Regions from separate parts of the Pan troglodytes genome. Here region 2 is linked to region 1. The links are chromatin contacts, called in public Hi-C maps. All regions are on one chromosome and are shown on one strand. Each heading gives the region's core, a stretch centred on a gene start, on an enhancer-like site or on the middle of the called end of the contact. The rest is flanking DNA. Distances are from core to core; before and after follow the strand shown.

What was found. Hi-C and Micro-C count contacts between places; a contact is called where the count stands out from the background.
Region 2: a Hi-C map of induced pluripotent stem cells shows a contact between it and region 1, with 2.6 times the contacts expected there. The contact joins the enhancer-like site here to the promoter of NMNAT1 in region 1. A contact is called at or near these places in 2 of 7 Hi-C or Micro-C datasets (induced pluripotent stem cells and stem cell-derived neural progenitor cells) and 1 of 1 datasets of contacts at active chromatin or transcription factors (stem cell-derived excitatory neurons).

The regions. Positions count from the first base shown.
Region 1 is chr1:222,047,027-222,051,711 of NHGRI_mPanTro3-v2.0_pri, forward strand. NMNAT1 (nicotinamide nucleotide adenylyltransferase 1) reads right to left here and starts at 1,673. Exons shown (of 5, transcript XM_016953779.4): 1 at 1,585-1,673. It overlaps LZIC (leucine zipper and CTNNBIP1 domain containing), which reads left to right and starts at 1,813. Exons shown (of 7, transcript XM_001161245.6): 1 at 1,813-1,986.
Region 2 is chr1:222,115,561-222,119,993 of NHGRI_mPanTro3-v2.0_pri, forward strand. It overlaps CTNNBIP1 (catenin beta interacting protein 1), which reads left to right. Exons shown (of 5, transcript XM_001168482.7): 2 at 473-557. Among named protein-coding and RNA genes, the nearest start is that of CTNNBIP1, 34 kb to the left of the region's middle. Within about 2 kb of position 2,936, at least 6 of the 24 cell types and tissues checked have an H3K27ac peak or open chromatin away from gene starts, as enhancers often do. A contact at or near this core is called in induced pluripotent stem cells, where this site is marked.

The DNA.
Region 1 (4,685 bases), core at 423-2,922:
CAGGAGTTCAAGGCTGCAGTGAGCTATGATCACACCACTGCACTCCAGCCTGGGCAACACAGCTCTTGTTTTTTAACAAGACATTGTTACTTAAAAAAAGACTGCCCTGATGAAACAATTCTACCATGAACACTGATGTTGTTCTGTGGACTACTTCAGGAAGATGGACTAAGACCATCATTAAATAGTTCCAACCAGTTTCTGGGTAATTTTATTTTTAATTTTTTGTTATGAGGGTCTTGCTATGTTGCCCAGCCTGGGCTCAAATGATCCTCCCACCTCGGCCTCTCAAAGTGCTGGGTTTACAGGTGTCACACCGCGACAGCCAAGGGTAACTTTTTTTTATTTTTATTTTTGAGATGGAGTCTCGAACTGTCGCCCCGGCTGGAGTGCAATGGCGCGATCTCGGCTCACTGCAACCTCCGCCTCCAGGATTCAAGCGATTCTCCTGCCTCAGCCTCCCGAGTAGCTGAGATTACAGGCGCCCACCACCACGCCCGGCTAATTTTTTGTATTTTTAGTAAAGACGGGGTTTCACTATGTTGGCCAGGCTGGTCTCGAACTCCTGACCTCGTGATCCGCCTGCCTCAGCCTCCCAAAGTGCTGGGATTACAGGCGTGAGCCACCGCGCCCGGCCAAGGGTAACTTTTTAAGAGCTGCCCTACAGCTCATTACCTCCTTCTCAAGGAGCATGAGTGTCAAACCACCTCCAGCAAAGTAGATGTAGTCTTTTACAGATTTGGAAAGAAGGATTTAGGAGGAAAGGGAAGTCGTTCGGAATGAAGGATTTCCTCCTCTGACGCCCAGCCGTCCCCCGTTAAGCCTAAAGGTGCCAGACCTCAAGACTCTTCTAGAAAGAGATTTTTCCTTTCCAAGGTGAATCCATCTGTTCCGAAGGTCAGAAGCTATTTTACCGAAGTTTTCCGTTCCACTGAAAAAATTAAGGGTCAATCAAAGCTCCTTGCCCCAAACCTGAATATGAGCTTGCCTCGGGTCATATTCGACTCTAAAGACTCCACCACACCATCTTGGACTCCCCTATATCTAGGACAAAAAGGGACCAGTTTCTCAGGGGCTCCTTGCGGGGAGCTTACCGCGCCCTCACTGTCCGCCGGCCCGAGTGCTACCGGAGATCACCAGCGGCCCGGACGCCAGCGAGTGGAACATCTCGGTCGCACTCTCATTGGTTCCAGGGGGCCGGAAGTGCGTGCGTCCAGCGGAAGTGCTCCCCCGGCGCGGTCCGCCAGGCCAGGGCCCTCAGGTAGGCGGGGCCCCTGGCCCTAAACTCTGGGACTGGCGGGCGGTCAGGCGGCACAGGGGGGATCCCGGGGGCCTAAGGAGGTTGTCCCAGTTTTTGTCAGGGAGGCCCGGAAGGAGTTTCGGGGACCGTGGGTTTACGGCTACCTCTGGTGGCAATTGGGGCCTGTTGGAGCCCGGCCGCCGCGGGACCTACGTGCCGGACTTCAAGTTCCCGCGTGGGGTGGGATTTGCTGCGGTGGCCGGAGCTGATTCTTCACCCAGTCCTGTTGGTTCTGGGCCAAACCCTCCTCACTTTCAAGAAAGAGGCGTGCTCTCCGCCCTTACCTTTTCCAAGCCTCTGGGTTTGACGCCATCCCTCAAGGCGTGTCCGGATGCGGGATTGTCCTCAAAGACCCTCTCGGCCTCGCTAGGAAGAAACTCAGAAAGGCTGCGGTAGGCGCAGTCGAGGGGGAAAGTGCCCCCGTCCTTGATGTCTCAGGCTGCTCAAGTGGAAGTTACCTGGACTGCCTTAGGGCAAGTTTATATATAGCAAATACAATTACTTGTTAATGGTTTCCTTTTTTCCAGCATCTCCACCCCGAGGTGGTTTGAACTTTGAGCCTTTTGTAGTCCTGATGAATAATTTCATTTTCCTGAAGTTTATGACACTCGGAACGTCAAGAACTGGAGGTTTGTGCAATTTGAGACCGGTCGGCACTGTGCAGAGATCAGAGTACTAAGAGACAGGTGAGCATGAATGAGGACCCTCCGCTCCAGATACAGTGTCTGAGAGCGGTTTCTGTAGTTTCGTAAAAGTGCACCACATTTAGTGACTACTAGGTGGTGCCAACGAGTTTATCTTTCGGGGATAAATCTCAACTAATGTAGTACCAGGTTAAGGCTTTTAAAATGCACCCATTTTTACTGAAATGTATTCAGAATAGCTTTAGCTCCTTAAAATATGTTGAGCCTTTATATACGTGACCAAATTATCGACGTTCTATTCTGTATTAGGTACTGAGAAAGCTGAGAGAGGAATCAGACTCATATTCTGTTCTCCAGAGTTTAGTCAGAGGAGATAACGTATTATAATAAAATCATATATAATTAAAGGCAGAAATAAGTGCTAAATAGAGAATAAGATTTGAGCTGGGCGCGGTGACTCACGCCTGTAATCCCATCACTTTGGAAGACTGAGGCAAGTGGATCACCAGAGGTCAGAAGTTCGAGACTCGCCTGGACAACATGGTGAAACCCCATCTCTACTAAAAATACAAAAATTAGCCAGATGTGGTGACGCATGCCTGTAGTCCCAGCTACTGGAGAGGCTGAGGCACGAGAATTGCTTGAACCCAGGAGGCTGAGGTTGCAGTGAGCCGAGATCGCGCCACTGCACTCCAGCCTGGACGACAGAGCGAGACTCCGTCTCAAAAAAAATTAAAAAAAAAAGATTTGAATGCTAAAGAAGAAGCAATCAATTCTCATTATTCATCTACCAGTTGTTTATTCGGCACTTTTTGTCTGTCCAAGATTGTGCTGGATGCTGGTGTATAAAGAAAAGGTAAAGGCCGGGTGCGGTGGCTCACGCCTGTAATCCCAGCACTTTGGGAGGCCGGGGCAGGCAGATCACGAGGGCAAGAGATCGAGACCATCCTGGCCAATATGGTGAAACCCGTCTCTCCTAAAAATACAAAAATTAGCTGGGCGTGGTAGTGCGTGCCTGTAATCCCAGCTACTTGGGAGGCCGAGGCAGGAGAATCTCTTCAACCTGGGAAGCGGAGGTTGCAGTGAGCCGAGATCGTGCCACTGCACTCCAGCCTGGCGACAGAGTGAGACTCCATCTCAAAAAAAAAAAAAAAAAAAAAAAAGGTAAGGGCTGGGCACGATAGCTTACACCTGTAATCCCAGCATTTTGGGAGGCTGAGGCGGGCGGATCACCTGAGGTCAGGAGTTTGAGACCAGCCTGGCCAACATGGTGAAACCTCATCTCTACTAAAAGTACAAAAATCAGCTGAGCGTGGTGGCGGGCACCTACATTCCCAGCTACTCGGGAGACCGAGGCAGGAGAGTCACTTGAACCCAGGAGGCAGAGGTTGCAGTGAACCAAGATCATGCCACTGCACTCCACCTGGGTGACGGTGAGACGCCATCAAAAAAAAGAGAAAGAGGAAAGAACGAACGAACGAACGAACGAAAGAAAAGGTAAAATCCCTACTTAAATAATTCACAACCTAGTGATTGGGAGGAAATCAAGGAAGACCTTGTAGAGAAGGTGACGCTTGAACTAGACTTTGAAGAATGAACTGGGCTTCATAGGTAGAAAAAAAAAATGCAGGCTCAAAAGAGTGCATGATATTTTTGGAACAGCAAGTCATCCAGTGTGGTTAGACTGTAGGAAACTAACTCTGAAAAGACATTGTCAGTTACATCTTGGGTTTGCCTCGACTTTTACTGGAAAATTCCACAGACTTAAAGAGAAAAATTAAAATGGACAATTTCCAGGAAAAATCCACTAAACTATTATACATAAGATGTAGCTACAATAAATTACACTTCTGGGTATAATACTTGTTTATGTTTGCATATCATTAATGATCATAGATGACTTATGCCAATTTTAATAGATTAGGTGGTAATTTTTTGTCATATTTAATTTTGAATATACTGTAAGAATCCTCTCCAATGAAGTACACATGTCAAATCATCTGGTAATGATTTCATTATGTGTAGGAAAATAAAACATGCTTTAATGCTGTGTGCGGTGGCTCACGCCTGTAACCCCAGCACTTTGGGAGGCCGAGGCGGGCGGATCACGAGGTCAGGATGAGACCATCCTGGCTAACATGGTGAAACCCTGTCTCTACTAAAAAAAATATACAAAAACTAGGCCGGGCGCAGTGGCTCACGCCTGTAATCCCAGCACTTTGGGAGGCTGAGGTGGGTGGATCACGAGGTCAGGAGATCGAGACCATCCTGGCTAACACGATGAAACCCCGTCTCTACTAAAAATACAAAAAAAATTAGCTGGGCGTGGTGGCGGGTGCCTGTAGTCCTAGCTACTCGGGAGGCTGAGGCAGGAGAATGGTGTGAACCCGGGAGGCGGAGCTTGCAGTGAGCTGAGATTGCGCCACTGCACTCCAGCCTGGGCGACAGAGCAAGACTCTGTCTCAAAACAAACAAACAAACAAAACAAACAAAAAACATGTTTTAATAAGTTACCTGGAAAGTTTTGTGGTTTTTTGTTTTTTGGTTTTTTTTGAGTAGGAGTCTCACTCTGTCTCCCAGGCTGGAGTGCAGTGTCACAATCTCAGCTCACTGCAACCTCTGCCTCCAAGGCTTGGATGATTCTCCCACCTCAGCCCGCCGAGTAGCTGGGACTACAAGCACACACCACCATGCCCAGCTAATTTTTTAATTTATTGTAGAGACGGGGTTTCGCCGTGTCG
Region 2 (4,433 bases), core at 1,686-4,185, 70 kb after region 1:
TACATGCACTGAGCACAGAGGCTGCGGGGTGCTGAGCTACCTGTGCCTCACTTGTCATGTTAGATTTGGTAGGTGGGGCATTCTCTTGTGCAGGTGCAGAACTTGGCCATCAACTTTCCTGGAGTGATGCATTCTGGTCCACAGTGTCTCTGAACACAGCGTCTCAATTAGACTTGGTGACTAAGCCAAGGGGAGCAGGGTGTGTGGTGTTGAGCGGACTGACCTGCTTCGGCCGGAAATGCCAGGCCAGCTGAGCTGCCGTCAGCACCTTATTTATCCCAGAGGTGTGGGTGCGGGTTTCCTGGGCTTGCCAGACACACAGGTATTTCTGGACCATGGCAGAGCCCGGCTCCACGAGCTTCCCGCCAGCGGTTGTGCATCCTCAGCGTGGGGCGTGTGCTCCAGGCCCAGCCCTGGCAGCTGCCTGGGCCCTCCCGACTCCTCCCACAACCTGTGTTCTGTGTTTCTGCAGGGCGGCACCTTCCTACTTCTGCCCAGCCACAGCCCTCCCCTCACAGTTGAGCACCTGTTTGCCTGAAGTTAATTTCCAGAAGCAGGTAAGGCCCCCAGGGGAAGGACTCTGTAATGTGGCCCTACAGTAGTGTGGGGTGGGGGGTGAGGAGTCCTCTTGGACGCCAGGCTCCAGGGCTGATCATGAAGTTAGCTCATCTGTTACCTTTCACTGTGAGCCCCAATGATGCTCATTTCTCCAGATGTGTTGGGTCTTCTGGAGAATGTTAGGGTGCTGCTGATTTCTTTTAGGCTAAGACATGTACAGATTCTGGATAATATTTCATATAAGCTCTAGGAACCACCAATTCTATGGCATTGTATTTTTTTGCAATGTAAACATCATGAAAGTGTAAATTGTACATTTTTAAATGTATTAGAATCTATCATAATGTGTTTTAAAATGGACAAAACAAAAGACGAGTGCAGGGGCTGGAGGCAGCTCATGTGTCTGAAGGAGCAGCTTTGCTCCCTGGCCTCGCCTGAGCTTACTTGACATCTTCCTAGCAGGTGCAAGACCGCCCTGGGTATAAGTGGATATTCTAACATAGATAAATGTGGATGTTCAAGAGCATTAGCTTCCAGTTTAAAAATAAAAAGGAGTGCAGGTGGCTGTGTTTGTATTCAGGGCCACTCGTGCCTGTCAAAGCGAGGCCAGCTTTCAAAGCTCTTTATTAGAATGGGTTGCATTTCCCAGACAGAGACCCATACAGGGAGCCACAGCCGTCCAGCCTCCAACTGCCGCATGTGACTTTCAGCAGTCTTGTTCTCCAGGTCCCTCTTGCACTACCTCCTAATTCTTCTAAAGTGAAATCAACTGCTTAAATGCTGGAGATTACATGGTGGTCGAGATTAGGTCCCTGCAAAGGCTGGGAAGAAGTGTGGCATCTGAGCGTGCCTCTTACAGATGCCCTTGGGTGTCTCCCTGAGAACGTGTTGTGGCCTGTGGAGCCAAGGCCAGTTCTCCCGTTGTGTGGACCTTTCACAGTGGTCAGGAGCCACTTCCTCACCATCCTTTCCTGACCAGCCAAGCTTCCTTCAACAGAGAGGCAGCTCTGAACTGTGTGTGTGTGTGTGTGTGTGTATAGCAGGAGTGTGTCTCTGTGTCTAAATTGAAGGTATGTACCTTAATGTCTTTTCATTGTATTTGCCCCAATCAGATGTCATTTTCTGGGATGGCACCCACTTTTTGCAGAATGTGTGGTTGCCTACTACATAATAAATAACCATGGACCTGTCCCCTCACCATTCATTTGGATAGTTAATAGTTGCCTGTTGTTTCTTTTCTGTTTTATTGTTTTTGTTTTTTGAAATGGAGTCTCACTCTGTCGCTCAGGTTGGAGTGCAGTGGCATGATCTTGGCTCCAGGCAACTGCCGCCTCCCAGGTTCAAGCGATTCTCCTGCCTCGGTCTCCGAGTAGCTGGGATTACAGGTGTCCGCCACCTCGCCCAGCTAATTTTTTGTATTTTTTATAGAGACTGGGTTTCACCATGTTGGCCAGGCTAGTCTCAAACTCTTAACCTCAGGTGATCTGCCCGCCTCGGCCTCCTAAAGTGCTGGGATTACAGGCATGAGCCATTGTGCCTGGCCTGTTTCTTTTCGTTTTCCTTTTTTTGGCTTACCTCTGACTTGGGCAGCTAATAGAAATTTTCTTAGGATTTGGAGTGGAAGCGCCACCCCATTTTAGACGCTGGAATGTTTATGGGAATAGCCAAGAGACCATAATTGAGAACCATCATTACTTTTGGTTCTCACGTTCAAGGACTGGATGAATAATTAGTGTGTCTAATTTAGTTGCAGTTTTAGTTTATGTAATTTAAACATAGTTTAATGGAGACCAGTTTTTGATCCCTACAGGGGAAAATAAGATTTCTCAAGTGAAATGAATCTGATGCTTGTCAGAATTGTGATAAAAATATAATAGCACGTTTGCTTGTATAGGCAACAAACAGAGACATAGTTTAATATACTCGTTGAGCACCATGACTGAAATGTCTGTATTGTTTGGGTTGATTATGATTTATTCTCTCCAATTATGAGTTTGCTCCACACTGACACCCTTACTGCAGAGGAGAGAATTATGTAAGCCAGTCACGGTGTTTCTGTTTGGGTTGGAATGGGAAGGGTGGGAACATGTGCTCCTGGCTGCATTTCTGCTCCAGATCCAGCCCTGAGTGTGCCCTCTTGTTAGGCAGCAGGGCGGAATCAGCTCAAACTAGAGCTGGAAGAATTCTCCATGACCACGCTTTTTAGAAAAGACAAGTCAAGGGTCTTCTCTGTAGCGAGAAGAACTGTCTCTTGCAGGGAAGTGAGTTGAAGCAGGAGTAGCCTGGCTCCAAAATGCAGGCGCAGACGACACCGCAGGCCCACAGCTGGGCAGCCCAAGCCCTAGGAATCCCAGTGTGAGGTGTCCCCGGGACGGCGAGGCTGCACCAGCCAGGAAGACGGGGCGGCACCTATCAGTGCGAGCTGTTCATAGAAGGCTTGTTGGACAGGGCAACATTCTGTAAAGCCGGCCCCATGGAGGCGGTCTGTGATGGAAGCAGTCTTTGATATGGAACTGACGCTCCTCTGGGAAGCACCTACTGTGTACCTGGACCACTGGCTCCTGGGTGGATGCGGCGGCAAAAACCAGACACCAGTCCTTCCCTGGGCAGGGGTGGCTCTCTGAATGAATAAATAGATCTTGCCCTGGGACCCGGGGCTGGAGTGTGGTTTGTGATAGTACGATTGGAATAGGGAGAGCCAGAGCAGGAGTGATCGGCTTCCCACATCGGCTAAGGACTGGTCGGCTCGGACCGGGTGGTCTGGAGCCCTGGGAGAACCTGCTGGGGGTGGGGAGGAAGCAATGCTGGTGCTTTTGTGTTTGGCGACACCTAGTGGCCAGCTCCTTGTATTTCACCCTGTCTCTCACCAGGGGAGAGCAAATGAAAACTAGCCCTTAGGCACAGGACAGAATTGGAAGGTTTTTACTCTTGGAAGCCCTAACTCCCAGCTCAAAGGCTTTACGGAGCATTTCAGATGTTCTTTGGAGAACACAATAGCCCAAGGCCCACTACTTTGAAAGTGTGAGTCCTTTGGAAAAGCTAAATTTGGTTATGGGAGACTGGGTTAGGTACTTGGTCTCTTAACACAATGACATTTGGGCCTAGATGGGTGTGGATATTGCAGAGTGGGAGAAGCTCAGACACCACAGGCTGTTTCACTATTCCATTTAGCCAAGCGGGCAGTATTTATTAAGTGCCTGCCAAGTGCTAGTCTCCCGGAGGACAGGGGTGAGCACAGCAGAGGGGGCCCTGGCCTTGCAGTAGGCAGTGGGCAGAGACAATAAGCAAGTTCTCCAACAGGGCACTTTCAGAAAATCAGGACAGGCGGGCATGGTGGCTCATGCCTGTTAATTCCAATATTTTGGGAGACCAAGGCAGGAGGATTGCTTGAGACCAGGAGTTTGAGACCAACCTGGCTGTGCAACATAACAAGACTTCTACAAAAAAATTTAAAAGTGGCAGGGTGTTGTGGCATGCTTCTGTGGTCCCAGCTAGTTAGGAGGCTGAGGCAGGAGGATCGCTTAAGCCCAGGAGTTCAGGGCTGCAGTGAGTTCTGATCATACCACTGTACTCCTGGGCACCAGAGCAACTGTCAGGGAAGGCTTCCCTAGGAAGGTGCCTTTACGCCAAGACAAAGGATGGAAAGAAGCCAGTTCCTGGCTGAGGGGACACCCAGTACAAAGGCTGCCAGAGGGAAAGAGCTTCTCCGCATGTTCTAGAACAGACGAGTGCCAGGAAGGCAGAGCAAGGGGAAGAGGAAGAAGAGACAGGCTGGAGAGGGAGGCAGGGCTGACAGCGGAGCCCTGGCAGGGTCTTGGCAAGGATTATGAGATGCATTCTCAGGTAGGTTTAAGGTAGGAGTGATATCTGTTTTG